Regions from separate parts of the Sus scrofa genome. Here region 1 is linked to region 2. Evidence: chromatin contacts called from public Hi-C data. All regions are on one chromosome and are shown on one strand. Each heading gives the region's core, a stretch centred on a gene start, on an enhancer-like site or on the middle of the called end of the contact. The rest is flanking DNA. Distances are from core to core; before and after follow the strand shown. Region 1 holds the start of XPO5 (exportin-5). Region 2 holds the start of POLR1C (DNA-directed RNA polymerases I and III subunit RPAC1).

The links. A called contact is a pair of places that touch in the nucleus more often than the background predicts.
Region 1: a Hi-C map of liver shows a contact between it and region 2, with 5 times the contacts expected there. The contact joins the promoter of XPO5 here to the promoter of POLR1C in region 2. A contact is called at or near these places in 1 of 5 promoter capture datasets (liver), 7 of 47 Hi-C or Micro-C datasets (differentiating spermatogonia, heart right ventricle, liver and 1 more) and 1 of 2 datasets of contacts at active chromatin or transcription factors (alveolar macrophages).

The regions. Positions count from the first base shown.
Region 1 is chr7:38,567,811-38,571,520 of Sscrofa11.1, reverse strand. It overlaps XPO5 (exportin-5), which reads left to right and starts at 1,963. Exons shown (of 32, transcript XM_005666037.3): 1 at 1,963-2,252; 2 at 3,693-3,710. The coding sequence starts at 2,148. It overlaps POLH (DNA polymerase eta), which reads right to left and starts at 2,310. Exons shown (of 11, transcript XM_003356630.4): 1 at 1,559-2,310.
Region 2 is chr7:38,509,458-38,513,306 of Sscrofa11.1, reverse strand. It overlaps POLR1C (DNA-directed RNA polymerases I and III subunit RPAC1), which reads right to left and starts at 1,786. Exons shown (of 9, transcript XM_005666040.3): 1 at 1,639-1,786; 2 at 1,441-1,512. The coding sequence starts at 1,722. YIPF3 (Yip1 domain family member 3) reads left to right here and starts at 1,874. Exons shown (of 9, transcript NM_001245980.1): 1 at 1,874-2,099; 2 at 2,694-2,891; 3 at 3,083-3,189. The coding sequence starts at 2,019.

The DNA.
Region 1 (3,710 bases), core at 714-3,213, 58 kb before region 2:
ATAAAGGTATGGATGCTAGATCGAAAGAACAAAACTTATGGATACAGACTAATATTGCATTTAACATTATTAGAAATCTGGAAGAAAAAATATAAAACAATGCAATGGCTTCCAAACTTTGCTACAGATTGGAATTATCTAGGAACCTTTTACATACTATTGATTTCTGACTTCTACCATCAGATATCTAATTTAATTGTGTGTGTGTGTGACTTGGGCATCTTAAATTTTGTGTGTGTGTCTTTTGTCTTTTTATGGCAGCACCCTGGGCACATGAAGGCTCCCAGGCTAGGGGTCGAATCAGAGCTGTAGCTGCCAGCCTATGCTACAGCCACAGCAACATGGGATCCTAGCCACATCTGTGACCTACACCATAGCTCACAGCAATGCCAGATCCTTAACCCAAAAGCAGGGCCAGGGATCGATCCCACGTCTTCATGGATACTAGTCAGGTTTGTTAACCACTGTGCCACAATGGGAACTCCCTGGGCCTCCTGATTTTTGAAAGTTCTCTCCAATATACAGTCGATTAGGAACCACTGACCTAAAACAAATGAGATACTTATAGAAACACCAGTAATTCATTATTTAAATATGAAAAACACAGGTTATACAGTTGAGTAAGCACTCAACTGTATTCTTGTTTAAAAAGTTTCAAAAATTAACATTCACCTTGAAAACAGTGTTATGCAACAACAAAGCTAGAAAAATGACGAATTAAAAAAATCAGAGTTGTCAAGGCATTATTAATTCCTCACAAATTCCACCCACCTAAGACAGGCAGAATGTGATACTTTAAACACTTATAAGTGTTTATATAACACTTGTTATATAAGTGTTTATATAAGCTAAAACCATGCCAGCAATCACTTTATCTGGAAGCGCTTTTTTTGTAGTACTGGAACAGATAACGCCAGACTAAAAATAGTACTTCATTGTTTCACACACTCACCGCCCCCCCCCAGATAGTACCATATTAGATACAAATACTAGCAGTGGAGTACGAATTAGGAGCAGTGACTTAAGCCCAGCAAACATTTCCTAAACGCAGAAACACCAAAACGGATATTCAGATTTTAACTGTTTTAATTTTCAGTTTACGTATTTTGCTTGAAAAAGTAAGAGTTGTGTAAAGATAAAAAGTGAAACGCACTTTCTGCCAAAACCCTCCTTTGGGAATAAGGATTACACTACTTTGAAATCTTGGCACTTCGAATTATCAAAAGTGTACAAACCTTCAGTATTTGCAAGTATTCATCTTTAAAAATCTCAATTTATCCCAATTTGCACAAAACAAGTTTGATGCCGATCAGACGATACATCCGAGGAAAATAAGAACAGGTGAAGAGGAAGGTTCAAGAGCTACCTTTTTTTTCCCCCCATAAAAATCCTCTTAAGAGGCAATAAATACCAAGGCCTTTTCTCAATGAGCAAGTATTTCTATTTCATGAAATTTCGGCCGCATGCTGTCACCAGTCACTGCTACATTATACAACCAATAGCCAAGACAACACGAAAAGGCTAAAAACAGAAATCGAACGGTTCTAAATTCTCTTACCAATGTGACACCTGGCAAAACCGCCACCCGCGGATGCGGCCGATGCTGGGCTCGATGTCCACTGGAAGGAAGATGAAGGGGTCTTGAATATCGGTCCTCTTTCCGGCAGCGGATCAGTCGTTTTCGAGAGAGTTATTGCCGGTAAAGACCAAGGAAAGGACCAAGGGCTGCAGACGATCCTCGCCTGGGGCAACAGTCCGCACTGCCGGGCGTGTTCAGCCTGAGCCAGCGCGATCTGCCCACAGCCCCTCCCGTCAGCGATCAGACAGCGCGCGCGCCGCCGAGGGCCGTTGACGCGCCTGCGCACCGCGGTCCTTACGTCTTCCGCTCCGCCCACCGAGTTGCAACCGTCACAAGGGAGCCGCCACTTCCGCGGGCGCATGCGCAGTGGTGGGTTGGGCGCGTGCGCAGCGCCGGCTTCTTCCCGGCTGGATCTTCTGCTGCTCACGCTCCTCCTCCAGCTCCCCACCGCCCCCCCACCCCAGCCCGCCGCGGCCCGGTACCAGCTTGTGAGCCCGCCCAGGGAGCGGTCCTTGCCTCGTGCTCCCGGGACGGCCGTGGTGCGTGCTCGCGGCGCGTGGCACTAACCATGGCGATGGATCAAGTGAACGCGCTGTGCGAGGAGCTGGTGAAAGCGGTGACGGTCATGATGGACCCCAGCTCGACTCAGCGCTACAGGCTAGAAGCCCTGAAGGTAGTTGGGGTCTGGCGCCCTGGGCCTGCCCCGAGACCCTCCCCCAGCTCCAGCCGTCCTGGCGCAGCCAATAACTCCGGCCGCCTCCCGCCCACGCGGCCCTTGGACCTCCGTCCCCCCCACCCCGGGGGGCCTTCCCCTCGCCGCTCTCCGCGCCTCTTCCCACTCCCCGCCTTCTCTACTTGCCGCGCCTGCCCTTCTCTCGGGACACTCTCTGATCCATAGCTGCCTGTGACCGCCTCTTCTCGCCACCACTTCCCACTGCTTTCTCCTCCCCCTCTCCCCACTTCTTTTCACTCTTGGCCGCGCCACGACCCCCTCCGCAGCCGACTGCACTCACTTTATTTTCCCAAACCCACATCCCCAAAATCCCCTCGTCTTCTCGTAGCGCACGTGTCCAACCGGTCGCCAACCCCAGCTACATTCTTTATGGTCTCCCCTGAACTAAACATTTCTCTGCTGACTCAGTCTCCCGACCCACTCTAACCGAACTCAAGCCCTTCTTGTGACTCTTTACTTACATCCTTAGACTTCTCCCTAACCCTCTTCTGTGTCTTGGGTATTTCTGGGCTAGTTCTCACACCACCACCCCCCACCAGGTCTCTTATTGTGTGATACTCTTGGGCTATTTTGGGCAAAGATGAACTTCCACCACTTACTTTGCATTTTAGCAAGGGCCCTTTGGTTTCCTAAAAGTAGTTTGCTTGACTGCCGCGTGCTCTGCTATGGGGACTGACTCTTGTATAATTTGGTAATGCTAATACAATTCGAGCTTATTCTCCCATCAAACAATGTATGTGGGTTTTCTCCACTAGGAGAAAATAATTGTGCTCTGTGTATTTTAAGAGATGTAACTTCATAGAGTCAGCCTTATTAGAAGGAAACTACGATATATAGATGTATGCCACAGGATTTGGAATCAGAAACATTTGGGTTCTATTGTAACTTCATAGAGTCAGCCTCATTAGAGGGAAACTACGATATATAGATGTGTGCCACAGGATTTGGAATCAGAAACATTTGGGTTCTATTAGGTTTGTTTTTCTACACAAAAGTAGCATAGGACAATAATCATTTATATACCTCACCTAAACTTAGCAGTTGTGAAGATTGTACCACATTTGTTTTATCCCTTCCCTCACCAAAGGATTTTAAAAGTGAATCCTAGAAATTGTTTTCATTTCACCCCTATGTACTTCAAGGGAATGTGTCTAAAATAATTTTTTACTCATTTAGGTCATTTTTCCCCCCAACATTAGTTGGCCATGGCATGGGAAATCGAACTATCAAAGGAGTGTTTATCAGTTCTTTATTCATATAATATTGACGTAGATTTTGCAACTTAAAAATATAGCACAGATTGGAGTTTTAAGATGAAGGTTTTTTTTAGTCCCCCTCACTTTGGCTTCTAAGGGAAACACTGATTTTTCTTCTTTTCAGTTTTGTGAGGAGTTTAAA
Region 2 (3,849 bases), core at 537-3,036:
TCTGCTAATGTATTTCAAGTGCTAAAACACAAACACAGATTGAGACCTTCAGTTGCCTTCTTCCAGATTTGGGAGGGCTTTTGGAGGAATGAAGGAATGGATCCCCAAAATCTTGGCTACAATCTCTTTTAATTGCTTACTGCTGCGTTTCTCTTGATTTCTTTAATAGATTTATCATCTGATGCGGAAGATCAACAGAAGCCACAAGGTTAACACTAACAAGCAGCATTGGCTTATTATTTTCCCAACAGAGGAGGGACAGGTGTTATGCTCCTTCTCTAGACAGACCTATGACCCATCTCAGGAGGAAGCAGCTAATGATCGGTCTCTCCCTATTTGCTCATTTAAGCATAATGGAGTAAAACAGCTGGAGGAAGGAATGATGGGGATAGAGTAGGATAATCACATAGTTTAGAAGTCCCACTAGGGTTTAAAGACAAAAAGGAAATGTTAAGGGGGTTTGAAGACTGCTGTAAGCCAACAACCGACCACTTAAGAATCCAGTAACTTAGCAACAATCTACACCACCTTGAAGGAAGACCAGGTGTATCTAAGCACCAGAAACAAGCCACAAGTCCTGATAGTTAAAACCCAAGACAAGAGATATGGGGTTTCAATCTTGTTACATGAAGTCAGAGTTATTGGTCCTTGAAGACTGGCATTGCTGCATGTAGACAAGGTGAAAGAGGGAAAAAACTAGGTGAAAGGGGAAATTATTCTGCAACCTGAAACGAATTACCACATTTTCGCATATGTTACCGCTTCTGCTAATATACCTATGATTTAAACAGCCCATGACACTCCCCCTTAGACCATATAGGGTCAAAGGAGGAACTGATGATGCAAGCCTGGACCATCTTACCCAAGAATGAGAAATAAGGTGGTCTTCTCCCCGCCCCACTTTCACCTTGATTATAAAAATGTAGCCCTCTTTGTTCTCTGGGTCGCACTCCCTTGCCTGCTCATTAGTATTTCTGACAAGCGTCCTATGCTAATAAATTCACTTATTGTGTATCGGTTTGCCTCACGCTGAATTCTTTTTCCCACGAGACAAAACCTGAGGCTCAGGAAGTCCTGACGATAGCAGGTGAGCGGTATCAATTAAGACAGTGGGTTTGAGTCCCCTCCTACGTCAGGGACCATGGGTTCAAGTTCCAATGGGGGTTTTGGCTGAGTTCGAGTCCCACCCGAAAGGGAGTGCAGCTTCAATCTTTATTGCTGTTAATCGCCCTTACCACAACTCACTAGAGTCGTGTTACCTGTACTCTTTTCCAAAAAGACCGAACCATCTCGTTAGCTTGTAGAACAAAGCAGAAATTGTGCACATCGAGTGCCTAACACATCCAGAGCGAACCCCCAAGGCAGTTTCCGAGGAACAGGATGTTCAGAGTGCAAGATCCGATCCTCATACCCTCTCTGAACACCTCCAGCTCTACCCACCTTCTCGAAGCGGTCCTGGTCCCAGGCATCATCATAGCCCGAATAGTTACCGGGAAAATCGGTAGTATGAACCTAGAGCAAAGAGAAACGAACCTGTTCGCGAAGGAGCAGCGAGGCCAAATTCATCCCCACTCCGACTCTAACTCATCCCTGCTCCGCTCTGATTTCTCCTCCCGAGGTCAAGTCCACAAGACTTACATTGCGAACCCCGAACTCCCCTAGAACCACGCGGCTCCGCATTTCCTCCACAGCCTGAGCCGCCGCCATCTTCAACTCCACCATGTGACTAGAGTACCAAGCCTGCGCGTGCGTTCTAGTCTCCCTGCCCCGTCTCCGTGGCAACACACCACCTCCCGGAATCCTAAATATCGCGAGAATCTGCCCCGCCTCCGTCCACGTCCTCAGATACCGGAAGTCAGTTTTAACCAAACATCCGGTTTTCTCCTTTTTGCGTTCCGGCCGATCCCACCTTTCTTTCTAGTCCCTGGACCTGTCCATCCGTCAGGCCCTCATCTCTCCCACTCCTCCTCAGCGCGCGGGACTAGCGCGGGCTTCAGCGACGGGAGCCCTCGAGGGACATGGCAACTCCGGCGGCGCCGGCCGGCGGCGCCCGAAATGGGGCTGGCCCGGAATGGGGAGGATTCGATGAAAACATCCAGGTAAGCGCCCCACGGCTCCGGCTGCCAGCAGCCCCACGGCCTGCAGCTGTCCTGAAGTGTCATGGGGACTCTTCCTTCGAGCCTTGGAAGTCTGCTCCGTTTGCAGAACTTTTTGTCTTCTTTGGGTCTTCGTGCACGTGAAAGGCAGTGGAACTAGTGCGGACCTAAAAGGTCCACACTAGTACCTCTGAGCCCCCTTGCTCTTGCTTTCCGCACAACTTAGAAGGTCGGGCACGGCCAGGGGCGAGGGTGGGATGGGGGGTAGGCGGGATTCACTGGCCAAAACCACACTGTGCGCGCAGCCTTGTTTTGGGGTGGAAAACACAAAGGAAATGGGCACTTTTGCAGCCTTTTGTGGCTTTGGTAGGAAAAGGACACGTATGGAAGACAGGGAGTAGGTTTCCCAGGCTGGAAAAGAGAGCCAAACAAAGGTTCTGAGAGCAGTTGAGGGGAGGGGAGTGGCATGGTCTATGGTAATTCTAAGCCGTATCTCCAGCAGTGAAAGGACAAAGCTCCAAGCTCTCCGGTGAACAGAGAAGGACATAACGGATGGAGCAGAAAGGTCCTCCACTGTGGGATCCGTTGTCTTCACAGGGTGGGGGCTCAGCTGTGATTGACATGGAGAACATGGATGATACTTCAGGTTCCAGCTTCGAGGATATGGGTGAGCTGCATCAGCGCCTGCGTGAGGAAGAAGTGGATGCTGATGCAGCTGCCGCTGAAGAAGAGGATGGGGAGTTTCTGGGCATGAAGGGCTTTAAGGGACAGCTGAGCCGGCAGGTGGCTGATCAGGTAAGCAAGACTGGCTCTCTGACAGGTGGAAAAGTATCCTGAGGCCTCTGGTTCTGAGTTGGTATTAGTGAAGTTCACCCCAGCTTGTCCAGTTAGAACCATGTAGAGATCCAACAAGAAATAAGCAAAAGGGCCTTAAAGCCAAGAGTCTCACGATACCCTCCCACCCCACCCGGTCTTCCTTGCTTCAGATGTGGCAGGCGGGGAAGAGACAAGCCTCTAGGGCCTTCAGCTTGTACGCCAACATCGACATCCTGAGACCCTACTTTGATGTGGAGCCTGCACAGGTGCGAAGCAGGTGAGGATCCTCCTGACCGAAGCTGCCTTCCTGACATCTAGCCCTTCATCCACTCTACAAGCAGACTCCAAGCCCTTAGAATCCCCTCTTCATGATTCCAGTCACAGAACAGGGCTTGGCGAGAACACACCTTCCTCCTCTTCTCCATCTAGCAAACTTCTCATCTTTCCTCAAAACCTAGCTCAAATGTCACTTCCTTTGCTCCCTGTTCCAAGTTTATCCTTTCCTTTCCTGATGCTCCACTAGGGCTTTGCTTTCCTTTAGCAGACAGCACTTCAGCGATGCTGTACTTTGTCATTCCTGGGTCTGTCTCCCCAGAGACCTCCTCAAAAAGCAGGCTCTGTTTTATCTTTTTTCTTTCTTTTTGTCGCCACCCCACAGCATGTGGAGTTCCCCAGCCAGGGATCAGATCCCAGCTGCAGTTTCAACCTATGCTGCAGTTGTGGCAATGCTGGATCCTTAACCCATTCTTCCGGGCTGGGCGGTTGAACCAGTGCTCCAGAGCTGCCACCGATCGAGTTGCACCACAGTGGGAACTCCTCCTTGTCTTTTTATTCCCAGCACTAAAATAGTCTCTGAACCAGACCATTGGTACATTGTTGTCAAGTTATGTTTCAAAAACCAGATTTAATCTTGCTTTGATTCTTTGTTCATCCTTTA